Linked DNA regions of Mus musculus: region 2 is linked to region 1. A link is a contact called in public promoter capture Hi-C data. All regions are on one chromosome and are shown on one strand. The core of a region is the stretch at or near the end of the contact, and the rest is flanking DNA. Distances in the headings are between cores, read along the strand shown.

Region 1 (2,738 bases), core at 118-2,617:
TTCAGGTCTTCAGAGACAGAGGTGCGTGGGGCAGAGAAGGAAGACCTGAGCTTGGGTCCTGGAACATGGGCAAGGAAGAGCATTCTTAGCATTCTGGAGGGTTCCACAGTTCTTCAGGCTTCCAGTCTACAGCTCTGTCCAGTACAGGCTCCAGCCAACTTAGGAGTTGACTGATGGCCCTTTGAAACTGTCACCTTATAAGTCAGCTTGGCTCTGCAGCTCTAACAGCAGTAAACTGAAGGGTGAGGTAATATCCCACGCATGCCTTTCTTGCCATTCATTTACTTATTCCCTCCTTCATTTATAAGCTCTGCAAGCAAGGTCCCCAACACAGAAACAGCATCCCCATGAGGCTATGCCCTGGCCCAACCAAACAGGTTCAGAACCAAGATAGACACCATGGCTTTGTTGTGCTTTCTGCCTTCCAGTCAGGATGTTTTATTTCTGTTGCTGAGAAAAAATATCGGGGGGGGGGGGAGTAAACTCTGGAAGAGAGGATTTCTTTGATTCACAACTTCAAGCTACAGTTCACTATTTCAGGGAAGTCCAGAAGGAAACTTCAGACATCACCTACAAAGTCAAGAGCAAATGGATTAAACCCACCCTTGCGTGCCCAATGCCATTTAGCCTTCTCCCTTATACTGTTCAGGACCCCGGTCTTAGGGAATGGTGCTGCCCACAGTGGAATGAGATTCCCTTTATCAATTAACAATCCAAACAACCTCCAATGGGCATGTCTGAAGCCCAACCTGATCTAGATGATTTCCCCATGAGTCTCAATTCTAGGTTGTGTCAAGCTGGACTTCGTTTATAGTCCAAACTAAACCACTATGAAATAATTCCCCAGAGCAGCAGATCTGGTCCCTGTACTGCGCTCTGCTCCATGTGTGTTTAATTTTGCCAGACATTTCTTACTAATTGTATACCCCCAGCACCCACCATGGGGCGCCCGCACACTCTTTTTCTGGGAGGGAGTGTCTAACATTTCTCAGCTCTGCCGACTTCTCTGAAGCAGGGCTGTTACCACGGGTCCCAGCCCTGCTTTACCAGTTGCGAAACCTTAAGTGCCACACTACTTTGTGGTGTCCAGAGCTAAGGCTAAATAGAAGGGACGTTGAGTTTTCTCTATGGCTCGTCTGAGTGCCATCACCTTTTAGGATCCTCCCTGATAGAGTGTCCAGTCAGAGTGCCAGGAGAGAGGGCATGTTCCTGCATCCTCCCAGTGTAAAGGCCAAAGCTCCAGGAGGGTGAGCGCCCGCGGTGCGCTCCCAGAGCCAGGCACCAGGCGTCGCCGTCGCCCCTCGCAGCTCCACGGCCCCGCCCCCGCCGCGGAGCTGGAGCTGGAGCCGGAGCCGGAGCCCTAGCCCAGAGCTGGAGGCGGCCGGACCGGGCCAGACAGATTTCCTGCTCTCCTGTAGGGCTGAGGGCTGCCGGCTGCGGGCTACGGGCTGCGGGCTACAGGCTACGGGCTACGGACTGCGGGCTGCGAGAGAAGTCACCGGCGGCGCAGGTACCTCACTGCCTACGCGCGTCCCCACGACCCTCCCTCGCGCCGGCGGGGACAGCGGACGCCCCGGAGCGGAGCGCGTCGGGCGGGCGCCCGGGAGATGCGGAGTCGCCGCGGCGGAGCGATCGGGGCTACAGCACCGGTCCCTGGGAGGTGAGTGGCGCGGTGAGGGTGGGTGGCAGTACGTCCGGAGATGGCCGTGCTCCCCGTGCACATTGAGCAGACCGGGATATCCTGGGCCACTGCCAGGGAGAAACGGGTCGTTGTACGGGAGCTGCGTCCGAGCCAGGTCCTTGCCATCCTCCTAGTGTACAGGATGCTAGCGACTGTAGACCCTGCGACCCCAGCTACCTGCTCGAGACGCGGTCCGAACTTGGCTACCACCTAGGCAGCTCTCTCGGTGAATAGCTACACAGAGGGCGTGTGTCTGTGGGTGGCGACTGTAGGAAGAGGACAACAACCTGGGGATGTGTGTGAACGCAGTGGAAACGGGAGTGGGTTCCAACCGGTGTGTTGGGGGCTGCGCACGCAGGGCTTAAGACTGGAGCTTTTCCAGAAAGTGACTCGAGTTGCGCCAACTCCCGGCGCAGCGGGGGCGCTGCGGGGATGCTGGCGCCCGGTCTAGGGCCGGGAGCCTTCCCCGGCAGGCGTCAGTTGGGGATTCAGGGTCAAGGTGGAACCTGGCAGGTAGCTCAGGTATGACGCCACGAATTGCAGTCCGTAGGGGGACCTGAGGAGGTCCTGAAGCCAAAGGCCAGCGGTACCCATCTTGGTGCTTCCTGGGACCATCTGGGGAAGGCTTGGAGACCCACAGGGTGATGAGGTAGAGCCAAGCCTGAGGACTAGGGACTGGATCTGACCTAAATTCCTTTCAGTCATGAAGTATTGTTCTAGAGAGGTTAGAGTGTGATGCCTGTAGGTTTATATTGATTTATAACGACTCTGTAAGTGTTGGAACCTCAGCAACTACAGGAAGAAAATGGAGCCTTGACTGTGTCGGAGAGTTTGAAGGAAGACCAGCAAAGGGTGCTCATGTGTTCTAGAAATGATTGTGTCTCTTGCCTAGTCACTAATGTCCTTGCACCTAAGTGCCTCGTGACCCAAGGTGCCTGGACACCTTTGCAACAATGTTTATGCATTTATTTTCCTACAATGTAAAAACCTATGCTTAGTTAAAGTGGAGCTGGGAAATGGGGGTGGGAATGTTTTTCCAAAGCTGAGGGACTAAGCC
Region 2 (2,700 bases), core at 61-2,560, 180 kb after region 1:
AATAATCAAAATGAATGACACTTGTGACAAGAATTTGTACTCTCTTCTTTTAAACAACAACAAAGTTATAGAAAGTTCTTTACTCTGACAGGAAGTTCTTACTCTCAAGAAAACAGAGGTTTTGGGTTTCAAAACACCAGGCAGAAAGACCATATGTTCGAACCCCGTTTTACGGAGCAAAAAGATCACCACAATCCATACTAGATACAAAAGACCACAGACATTCTGGACCAGATACTTCCTCGACTGTCAAATACACCATGTCTCTGTCCTTACTCAGCAGTACTAACTAACGGCAGGCACCTCTCCCAGGGTGACATGAAAATCTGTCACCAGACTTTGTCAAATGTCTGAGAACTACCATTCTTGCCAGATCGCCATCTTCCTACCACTCATCCTGTGCCACACACTGATTGATCTTAAGTGTCAGTCGCCATATGGGACCCTAGAGATGTAACCATTAACAAGGCAGACCTTGTCTTGGAATTTAATCTACTGGGAGACAAACAAAACAATCTAAAACCTAGTCACCAATCTGCATGGTGTTAGGAAAGACGAGTTTTCTTAAAAGCATCCTCTCAAGTAACATTTCAAACGCGGCAGAAAGCCATAAGGGTCAACGTTTGCAGAAGTGGCAACACCAGCCACTGCCTGGAAGGCCTCAGGGAAGATTGCCATCCGACCGACGGGGGAGGGTGAGAGGGGACTCTCCCAGAGCACCCGAGCAGGGTTCTCCTATCTGATGTTTCCCGAAACATCCAGAGCCACAGCCGGCTGCCTGAGAACGACAGTGCGGAAGTTGCGGGACACCGACGTCAGCCTCGCGTCTACCGAGTGTAAAATCCCGATTCCATTTGGAAGCTCCCAATGCATGAGCGTGACTTCCGAACAAGCCACAGGGACAACCCTGTCAAACGCAGAGGGGGGTTGGGCCGCGGGGTCGCCGCCCCGGGTCACCTCAGCCCCGGCGCGCACTCACCTTCCAAACAGGCAGGAGCTGAGGCTCAGCGGGAAGTGTGCGCCGTCATCGCCGCTCCGCTTGATGGTGACCAGGTGAGCCGAGGACGCCATGGTCCGCCCGGCCGTCGGGACTGCGGACCAGGGCGGAGAAGCCTCTCGGTGAAGCTCGCAGTCGCCCCGCCGGGCCGCTCCTCAGCTGGTCCAGTCAGCGCAAGTTAGCTCTGGCCGCCGCTCACCGGGCGCAGCCCGCGTCGGAGCCCTCGGCTCCTTAGCCGCGGAGGACCGACCACGGCCACCCGCGGCCTTCGCTCCGCCCCGACCAGACCCGCACTCCCGCCGCCCGCGTCCCAAGTGCCCGCCACCCGCCACCCGCCGCCCCGTCCAGCCCCGACTGTCCGCCTAGGCGGTTCCGCGCCAAGGCTCGCCCGCCGCAGCCCGCCCGATTCAAACCAAAACGGCGGTTCAAATTCTGGCGCTAAGTGCTGCGATTGGGCCAGGCGGCCAGCCAGAGACCAATGGCGAGGGCGACAGAGGATTGGGGAAGTCCAGAGGTGGGGCCAGGCTGCGAGCCTGGGGGGGGGGGGGGGGGTGGAGCCGGAAGGTGGGAGGGGCCAGGCCGGTAGGCGGGGCCGGGCCAGAAGCTGGCTGGAGAAGCGGAACCCGAGCGGAGATAAGCTCCGGAAGGCGGGCAGGGTGGGGCTGGTGGGCGGGCCACTGCTGCTCTAATAGGCAGGGTAGAGGGTCCCAGCTTTTTCAGTGTCAGCAAAACTAGCGTGGCGACCTGTAGGAAGCTACCTGTAGGCTCCCTCTCCAGAAATCAAACACCGACAACGCCGCATCTTGCTCAACGCTAGAAGCTTTCTATTTTTAAAATTTATACCCTTCCTCTGCCGTTTCTGCAACACCTCATACGCAACCTAAGGTTGTTTCTCCTGCCTTTTCAGTATCCCTCAAACTGTCCTTTAAAAACTGGGGGACATCATTATAATTCATTCTACAGTCTCCCTGCTTAATGAACACTGAGGCAGTGGCACGGTTTTTCCGAAACCATAACTTAAGAGTTATTGCTGCGGCACGGTTAAGTTTGCAATGCTTTGCTGTTTCAGGGGGAAATGCCGATTAAAATAACCTGTGCAAGACTGCACCTGCAAATCCTAAAATAGGGCTCCTGGGGCACCAGTTGGGGTTATCTGAGGCCAGGTGCCAGTCAGATGAATATAGAGTACCTATGTTTTCCTGTCCTCTTTTTTCATGCTCCCTCCTCCTGTTCCTGGATCAGTGTTCTTCCAGTAGGGTGTTGTAAAAATTCCGCTTCTGGGGCAATAGAACCAATGTCTACCCTCTCCTCAAGGTCTCAAGGACAAGCCTGAAGTATGAAGCCATGAAATTTCACTCTGGGGAACGAGTGTGTTATACCACCCTAACCCAGGCTGATTAGTTATAGCATACCTCTTGGCCTCTAAACCTAAACCTCTGGTCAGGACTTCAAAAATATATTTAGGGTGCCATTGGGCCCCTTTGCTCCTATTCACAATGGGGCCACATGAATACACCCCCTTTCTGTGCTTCTCACTGTTGCCTCCTCTTTAATTAGCCTACTGAGGATGGGTGGTCCAGCCTGCCTTGTTAGGGCTGCCAGGATCCAAGCTCTACTTTAGGCCTTGGGCATTGCCTTCTCATCCTGAAACCTAAGCAATAGATAGATAGAGAGAGAGAGATTTAAAAAGCAGATCAGTTCAT

What was found. Promoter capture Hi-C pulls out the DNA fragments that hold promoters and counts their contacts.
Region 2: a contact with region 1 is called in a promoter capture Hi-C map of hematopoietic stem and progenitor cells. The contact joins the promoter of Mki67 here to the promoter of Ptpre in region 1. A contact is called at or near these places in 8 of 39 promoter capture datasets (the HPC-7 cell line, the SN4741 cell line, hematopoietic stem and progenitor cells and 4 more), 16 of 484 Hi-C or Micro-C datasets (CD4 T cells, the G1E-ER4 cell line, LSK cells and 9 more), 5 of 115 datasets of contacts at active chromatin or transcription factors (acute myeloid leukemia, bone marrow-derived macrophages, effector CD8 T cells and 2 more) and 4 of 9 other capture datasets (adipose tissue, liver, macrophages and 1 more).

Annotation. Positions count from the first base shown.
Region 1 is chr7:135,536,457-135,539,194 of GRCm38.p6, forward strand. Ptpre (protein tyrosine phosphatase, receptor type, E) reads left to right here and starts at 1,368. Exons shown (of 21, transcript NM_011212.3): 1 at 1,368-1,660.
Region 2 is chr7:135,715,069-135,717,768 of GRCm38.p6, forward strand. It overlaps Mki67 (antigen identified by monoclonal antibody Ki 67), which reads right to left and starts at 1,311. Exons shown (of 14, transcript NM_001081117.2): 1 at 980-1,311. The coding sequence starts at 1,071.